2 separate regions of the Mus musculus genome follow, and region 1 is linked to region 2. The links are chromatin contacts, called in public Hi-C maps. All regions are on one chromosome and are shown on one strand. The core of a region is the stretch at or near the end of the contact, and the rest is flanking DNA. Distances in the headings are between cores, read along the strand shown. Region 1 overlaps Slc35f3 (solute carrier family 35, member F3). Region 2 overlaps Slc35f3 (solute carrier family 35, member F3).

Region 1 (4,079 bases), core at 1,169-3,668, 95 kb after region 2:
GTTTCAGCAGAATGTCACGCACACAGGGCTGCAGACTTTAAAGTCAGGGTTTGCCCTAGCAAGCCAGGCTCAGCCACCTGCCTTGAATAAGCCAATTTTAAAAGCTAAATTAGTAAAGTGAAGCAGAAAAGATTTAGTCAATGTGATCACACTGGAAGTAGCATCAGTCCTGCTTAAGGTGTGGCCCCCAACATTGTTGCCTGGGCTCTAGTTCTTCCTGTAAGACAGTCTGTTGTCTATCTCTTTCCAGGTCCCCGTGGTACTTTAACAGTCCAGACAGCCAGAGTCAAGGACACGAGTCTCTTCAGAACATGCTCTTTCCTCCCAAGCAAGCCAGCTACAATAACAGGATGCCCAGTGAACATTTACTATTGTTAAGAATTGGATGAGTTTGCCTTTTAAAGACAAATAAATCGATGGCAACAGAAAATGAATGGTAACATTCTTTTATACCTTCCTTAGGATCAAAATGCCGGACAAAATTTGTGACCCTTGGTCTCACCCCCAGCTGACAGAACTGTGACCCAGAAGTGCCTTTCACCACATATGCCTAATACCCCAGACGCAATACTCTGCTTCTAGCTACTTGGCCTGAGCACAAAATACTAACAAGATCTAGAATCTCAGCACAAAGTTGAGCCACCTTATAGAATGTTCCTCTGGTCCACTGTAGTCAGTTCCTATAACAGAGCAGCACAGCTCCTTAACGTGGGAAGGCTCTTGAATTACGTGGAGAATTTAGTTTAAGCTCACTTATATAATAGGTAGGGTTAGCCCTGTGGGTGATGGTGGTGGGGTTTCAGAACACTCACTGGCAACCTACACAGAAAGCTTAAAGGCATAGATGATCTACTGTTGTGTGTTATTAACAGAGAAAAGAAAAAAAAAATCCTGGATTTTTTTCCAGAGGCAGGGCTAGATGTGACTTTGGGAATTTAGCTCTCGTTTGGTGTTTATGTGGACTTGTTTGTGCACAATAGAAAGGGTCTTTTGCACCTGGATATAATAGCCAGGGATGCAGAGGTACCAACATGAGCCCTGTGCGCCCTTTGCTGGTTTTACAAAGTAATGACAAGCCAACCCTCGGGAGACCAGGATTTAAAAGCTGCGAGCAGGAACTGATAGGAATAGCTTCTCCAGGACTCTTATTTTGCTAACTGAAGAAATGCATAATGGGGTTTGTCACCCGTGACAACTGTAGGGCATGTAGGAAGAGGCTGACAACGCCCCTCCTTTTAAGCCCCTGTAGAGATCAATGTGTATGGGGAGGGGATTTGGGGGTGAGGAGCTTGGAGTGGCAAGGCCGCATTTTCATAGCACTTAAGACCATTCAAGGTCCTTGCCATGGCTTTTGTGGATTAATCTGTGTCTAGTGCTATGTGTCTTTGTAATAAGAAACAAGACCCAAGCATGCTCCTTTCTCTCCCATGTTAATCAAGTCAGAATTCATCCTTAAGCCAGAGAATCCCAAAGGAACCTCAAACCCAGTTCCCCTCGATTACACTTGAGGGTTGCAGCCAATGTTTAACTATGACTGAGGAGTTTATAATTGGCATTCTGTGGCTGTCTGTATGGTGCTCCCAGTCCCTCAGAGGTCCCATGAACTTAGGATAATTACCATGTGTAAACCCCTCAGCCCAATGACAGAACGGTGACCCCATCATCAAACTAAAGCTCTTGCATTGGGGCTGGGACGTGGAGGGATTGGATAGAGCCGGTCCATCTGGAGAGGCGGCCTGCCTGCCTGCCTTTCCAGGAAATTTCCTCTGTGGGCGAAGCTCTGCAGACACTCCCAGCTGGCAGCGAGGAGCCCAAGGTCTGTGAGGTATTTTAAGAACCTTGGAAAGTGTCACCAAGGGACACGGGGTTTCTTTTGTGCATTGTCCTCTCATGGAAAAAGAATTTTAAGAACTGATACAGAAGGGAACTCGAGGACAGCAATTTTGAACGGGGGAAAAAAAAGAGAACACAGGTGGAGGCTGGGAGGAGGGAGGGGGGAAGTTACACTTTCTGAGTTCCAGCTCCTGAACGTGGCAGGTTCAGAACAGGGCATCTGTGCTGAGAGTCTCTAGGGCAGGCGAGGTTCACTCACGAAGGGAGCCGAGAGGGGCAGATGAGGTGCACTCGGGAAGGGGGCATTGCTCCGCCTGCTTCCGGTCCTGTTTCTCATCACCTCTCAGCCCTAGGTTGGTCTTGTCAGGTGTCTTAGTTTGCTTGCTGAGAAAAGACCCAATAAGAGCAAGTTAAGGAAGGAGGGTTTCTCTAGGCTCACTCTTGGAGGGATACCATCCATTGTGACAGAAGGATGTGGCAGCAGAGGTGACAGACAGCAGTCAGGAAGCAGAGAGACATGAAGGCCTCCGCTCAGCTCACCTCCTCCTCCCAGACCCTCCGCCCATGGAATGGCACCCCGACATCTAAAGGCAGTAGAGTAGCCTCTCCTCAGATTCGTGCACGTTCATCCCTGGAGGTGATGTCCTATGCAGAGAGAGCTACTGCTATTTTCAGAAGCAAAACCGAACTACCAGTGCGGAACAAGAGACTTAACTAAGGTTTGGGTCTGAGTGTGGAGTTGGCAAGAGGAAGTTTCATCACTCCTGTTCACAGGCACCAGGTGGCGCTGACTGCACGTCTTCGCAGCCCGGCTTCCTCGGGTTGCTAAGCAGCGGTCGGGAGGGGCGTGGTCCTTTGGAGCCCCCGACGCGCATTTGGGGCTTTTGTTTGTTGCTGTTTATAAAGGGAAACTTTAAAGGGCAATCCTGTCATGTTGGTATAAAAGCGGAGCTGAGATGTGAGTGGCTAAAGTGCCCCACAAGGATGAGGACGTGAGCTCCAATCCCCAATTCCCTCAACTCAAGTAGTAGTGTCTGCAATACCTGGCCTTGCCTCTTCCTTGAATCATGAACCAGAATAAATCTTTCTTCCCTTAAGCTCCTTGTCATATACTGGGTCACAGAGATAAGAAAAGTAGCTGATAGAACAGTCATAATGATATTATCATTGGTAAATGGGAGTTGGGATCCATTGTGCATGATATAAAAGTAAGGTTTAACCTCTGCTCATAAAGTCTTCAAAGTCAGGGGGGTGTGCTACCAGGAAGCCATGGCTGTTCATGTCCTTCTGGGAATAACAGTAACAAGTCAGCTGCCATGTGTAGGGCATCTGCTGAGACCTAGGAATGTGTATGATATGTTTGCCCAGAACTTTGTGCGTGGTGCACATGCACTGTGCCCCTCCCTTGCCAAGGACCACGGCACACTTACATTCCAGAAGATGAAAAGCTGTGCTCAGAGCAGTCAGGTCATCCTGCACAGCTGCAGCCACATTCACGAAGCAGTGCAAGAGACCACACCTGGCTAGGCAGGTGTCCTGGGTCTCAGTTTGCCAATGCAGGAGGAGCTTGAAGCCTGGTCCCCCGGCCCCCCCACCCCACCCCACCCCCGTCTCCTTCCCCTCTGCCAGAGTCACGGCTGTGTGTGAGTGAACCCCACACCCAGCTGTAAACTCAGTCTTGCTTACATTCTCTACATTGATCCTCCTTAAGATCCATAATCAGGAATCGGTTACTTAAGCATTTACTTGGAGCTTACTAAATCCAATCAGTTTGCATATCTGAAAATCTTGTTTTTACATTGCTTAAGGTAGTCTCAAGCAACTTCCTGGGATTCTTTCTACCTGCCAAGCAGGAAATGCTGAATTTTTAAAAAAACATTAATTATTTAAACTTTTTTAGTTAATTTCTATGATTTTGAGACAGAATCTCACTCTGTAGCCTGAGCTGGCCTTGAACTCATAGCAAAACCTCCTGTGTTAGCCTTCCAAGCACTGGGATTGCAATGAGTCTCCGTGCCAGGCTAAAGATGGAAACTACTGAGTTTGGACCATTATTCCTTAGTGGGGGGAAAATAATTTTTTATCTTGATATCCCCATCAAGTGTGAGGATTTAAGACGACTTTCTTGGTGAAGGACAAGTGACAGTATATTGCTGGAGAGATCCGAATCTACCAGCTGCTTAGTAGAGCTTAGCGATGATGAGACATATTAACTATGGGAGCCTAATGCGACTTTCCTCCAAAAG
Region 2 (3,698 bases), core at 329-2,828:
GTAATCACAGCACTAGGGAGGCAGAGACAGAACAAGGATCCTGGGGATCAGTAACCAGCAAGCCTGCCCTACTGAGTGATCCCAAAGATAGCTAAAGACCGTGCCACCAAAACAAGGTGGCTCATGCCTGAGGAGTGGCACCTGAAGTTGATCTTTGGCCTCTACATGCACACATACACACACACACACACACACACACACACACACTCACACACTCACACAGTCAAACACACACTCACACATACATACACACACGCATATTCTCATACACACATGCATTTACACACATGCATGCACAGTCAAACACACTCTCAAATGCATGCACACATGCACTCTCACAGCCAAACACACACTCACATATGCATACACACACACACTCACACACACTCTCACAGCCAAATACACACTCTAAATGCATGCATACACATACATCCACATACTCACACATGCACACACCCACATACACAGCCAAACACACACACATACAAGCACACACACAGTCAAACACATACATGCACATACATACTCATACATGCACACATTCACACATACACACACACATAGTCAAACACACACTCACGCATGCACACACACTCACACATGCACACACACTCACAGCCAAACACATACTCATACACACACACTCACAGCTAAACACATACTCATACACACACACTCACACATGCACACACACACACACACTCACAGCCAAACACACAGACTCTTTCTCTCTCTGTCTCTGTCTCTCTCATACACACACACACACACACACACACACACTCACAGCCAAACACACAGACTCTTTCTCTCTCTGTCTCTGTCTCTGTCTCTCTCATACACACACACACACACACACACACACACACACACACACACACACACATGACTGCTTAGTTGTTGGCATAGCTGAGACTAGTTCCTTGTTCTTTCTCAACTCTGGATATTATCTGGGAGTCATCAGGGAATTTTAAAAGTAATGACCTACTCTGCCCTGAATCTTCTGAGTTTACTGGTCAGCTGAGACCTGGATTGATGTTCCCGTCCTGCTGTGTGCTGTGTCCCATTTTCTGAGTAGCGTCTTACTGGGGACAGAATCCAGTCTGTCTCCTCTGTGTGTTTCCATATTCTTCCTCCTGAAGAGTCATCTCTGGGGCTGATGACTGAACAGACTCATCCAGTTCCAGGTTGTAGCTGTGACCCTCAGTGCTGACACCCTTCCAGACAGGGCTGCAGTTTTGTCTGTATGCAATTCACACGTGGCCCACACAGCCTCCTTGTCCCAGTGCCCTCAGCCCTCTTCCCTTCATAAATGAACAGCTGCACTGTGTCTGCCTCCCGAAGGAGCAAATGAGTCGCTGCTCCACCACCTTGCCAGGAGATGACAGAAGGAGACAGCTCCCTGTGGCCCTCAGGTGAGGCAATTAGATTGCTGTCTCTGTTGTCTGCGTTTCCATCACACCCACCCCACCCATGCCGCAGCTAACTCCCGTGTTGCTTTCAAGAGTTCACACTTGGAAAAGACCTCACCAATCATCTGTTCCCGTGTCCCGCTGGGCAGACATCCTCTGAAGCTCGCTGGCAGATGGCTCTCTGCTCTGCCAGAGCTGGCAGAGGAGCTCTTTTCATCCCACCGTGTTTGCTGTGCAGAGATGCTGGCTTTCAGCCTTTCGTGCTAGATTAGATCTTCCTTACTTCCCCCTTTACAAACCCCACCACTGAGGACTCAGAAAGGCTGTTCCCTCAGGGAGGCCAGATTGATTCGGAGGTCAGTGACTTGGGTTTGAACCTATGACCTCCAGCTAATGGCACTGTTGGTGGAGGCTGTGGAGCCTTTGGGAGGCAGGGCCTAGATGGAGGAAGTAGTTCTCTAAAGGCTGGGCCTTGAAGCTTGTATGTAGCCCAGGCCTGCTTCCTTTCCCACTTTGAATCCTGACCCACTAGCTTATGAATCAGTAACCACATATTTCTGCTACCACATATTTCTGCACACACAGTCATGAGTGACTCCACTGTCATCGTGTGGGAAATTATCTACTTACCCCAGATAGGGCACCAAGAACAGGCCAATGAGACAATTCCATCAAGTGTAGCTTGGTGGACCAGTGAGGTCCACCAAGTGGCAAGTTACTAAGTCATGGCTGCAGGAGTCAGTGATGGGGGCTTGGATGTCAATTGCATCCCTGAAGGCCTGCCCCATCATGATGCCTCAGGAAAGCTGCATCCCTGGACCTATCCCCCACCCCCACCCCCAGTGCACAGCACTAAACAGCTTAAACATCTAGAGAGTCTCCGCCACCTAACACCATCACTTCCTCTGCAACCCCAGGGAGCAGACCTGGGGACTTGTAACTTCCTCAAGTCCCCAAGCCCTTGGAGAGTCCCGAGCTTCCTCTCCCCTGCTGAAGGGAGTGTTCCAATTAGGAGAACGTGGTCACACAACTCTACCTTCCAGACCATAATGAATTCCACCCTCAAACTCTGAACCCGAAATAAATCCTTCCTCTTTTAAGTAGCTTCCTGTCATGTATTCTGTCACAGCAGTAAGAAAAGTAACAAAGCCAGACCAGTGAAGAGCCTCACTCAGTGTCCCTCAGGAGAAGTGGCAAATGATGTGCCTCTGAGGCAGGCTGTGCCGCGCATTCTAAGCATCACCTTCTGTTTCCAAGCAAGGATCCCTTGACTAGAGAGACCACCAAGTCTCTCTGTCACCAACCAGGTAGATGTGTGCGCTGAGCCCGGTAAAGCTTAAGGAGGTGAGTGAGCCTGCTGGTCCACAGTGGTGCTGGGTCTGACAGGGGATTCAAAATTTAGCTTTCTGAAAACCATCGGCTCCCCAGTGCTGCTTCTGAAGTGAAGATGCTGCCTAGACCTCCAGAGGCTGCCTTCAAGGTGTCTGATGCCGCCTCAGCTCTGGGTGAGGCTGCAGAGAGAAAACGAAGGCTGCCCACAGGGACCCCTCAAATGCTTGCACGAGTGTGAGAACGTGAGGGAAAGAGCGCTCGGCTCCTCAAACCCTTTCCTTCCATTTGCCAGACTCCACACTGGGCTGGATGGTGGGCGGCTGCCATACTGATGGACTTTGTTCTCGAGCCCTTTACACTAGAGTTTCCCCATATCCACATCATTCTGAGATCCAGCATCCTGGACGTCGCTGGGAAGACTGTATCTCTCACTGAGACCTACCACACATCAGTCCTCATCCTAACAGACTCTCAGGGAACTCTGTCAAAGGTGCCTCTGAAGATGCTACAAAGCCCTGCCCCAACACATCCCACATCAGATTGCCCTGTCCCGTCTCTGTGTGACAGAACTGTGTGACAGTTTCTCCATCTTGCTGTGCATTGTGGGATTATATCGCTGAGTTACAGAACATAGTCCAGTGAGCAAAACAGCATCCCTCTACCAGCTTGTAAGCATCCGCCATGGTGGGACTTGGTGACTGTCGATGCTCTCGCAAAGAAGAAGTAATGTGGAGGGTTACTGGACCCTCCCTTGAGAGTCCAGCTACAAGTGGCCTCAGGGACCTAAGGAAGGTGCTAAACCACATAGGCAGAGAAGGTTAATGGTGGGGGGGGGGGGGGCTCCATCTATGTGGCCAAGGGGGAGCCATCATTTGTGCTGGGTGTAGACCTTCCAAGGCAAAGGCTTTAAGGCCAACTATCCTCCAGTCAGAGCTCCTTCTCTCTCTCTCTCTCTCC

Evidence for each region. Hi-C and Micro-C count contacts between places; a contact is called where the count stands out from the background.
Region 1: a contact with region 2 is called in a Hi-C map of cerebral cortex, with 4 times the contacts expected there. The contact joins two enhancer-like sites. A contact is called at or near these places in 7 of 484 Hi-C or Micro-C datasets (brain, cerebellar granule neurons, cerebral cortex and 4 more).

Annotation. Positions count from the first base shown.
Region 1 is chr8:126,255,708-126,259,786 of GRCm38.p6, forward strand. The region is part of intron 2 of Slc35f3 (solute carrier family 35, member F3); the gene reads left to right. Among named protein-coding and RNA genes, the nearest start is that of Gm31165, 34 kb to the right of the region's middle. Within about 2 kb of position 2,419, at least 6 of the 459 cell types and tissues checked have an H3K27ac peak or open chromatin away from gene starts, as enhancers often do. A contact at or near this core is called in cerebral cortex, where this site is marked.
Region 2 is chr8:126,161,628-126,165,325 of GRCm38.p6, forward strand. The region is part of intron 2 of Slc35f3 (solute carrier family 35, member F3); the gene reads left to right. Among named protein-coding and RNA genes, the nearest start is that of Slc35f3, 24 kb to the left of the region's middle. Within about 2 kb of position 1,579, at least 40 of the 459 cell types and tissues checked have an H3K27ac peak or open chromatin away from gene starts, as enhancers often do. A contact at or near this core is called in cerebral cortex, where this site is marked.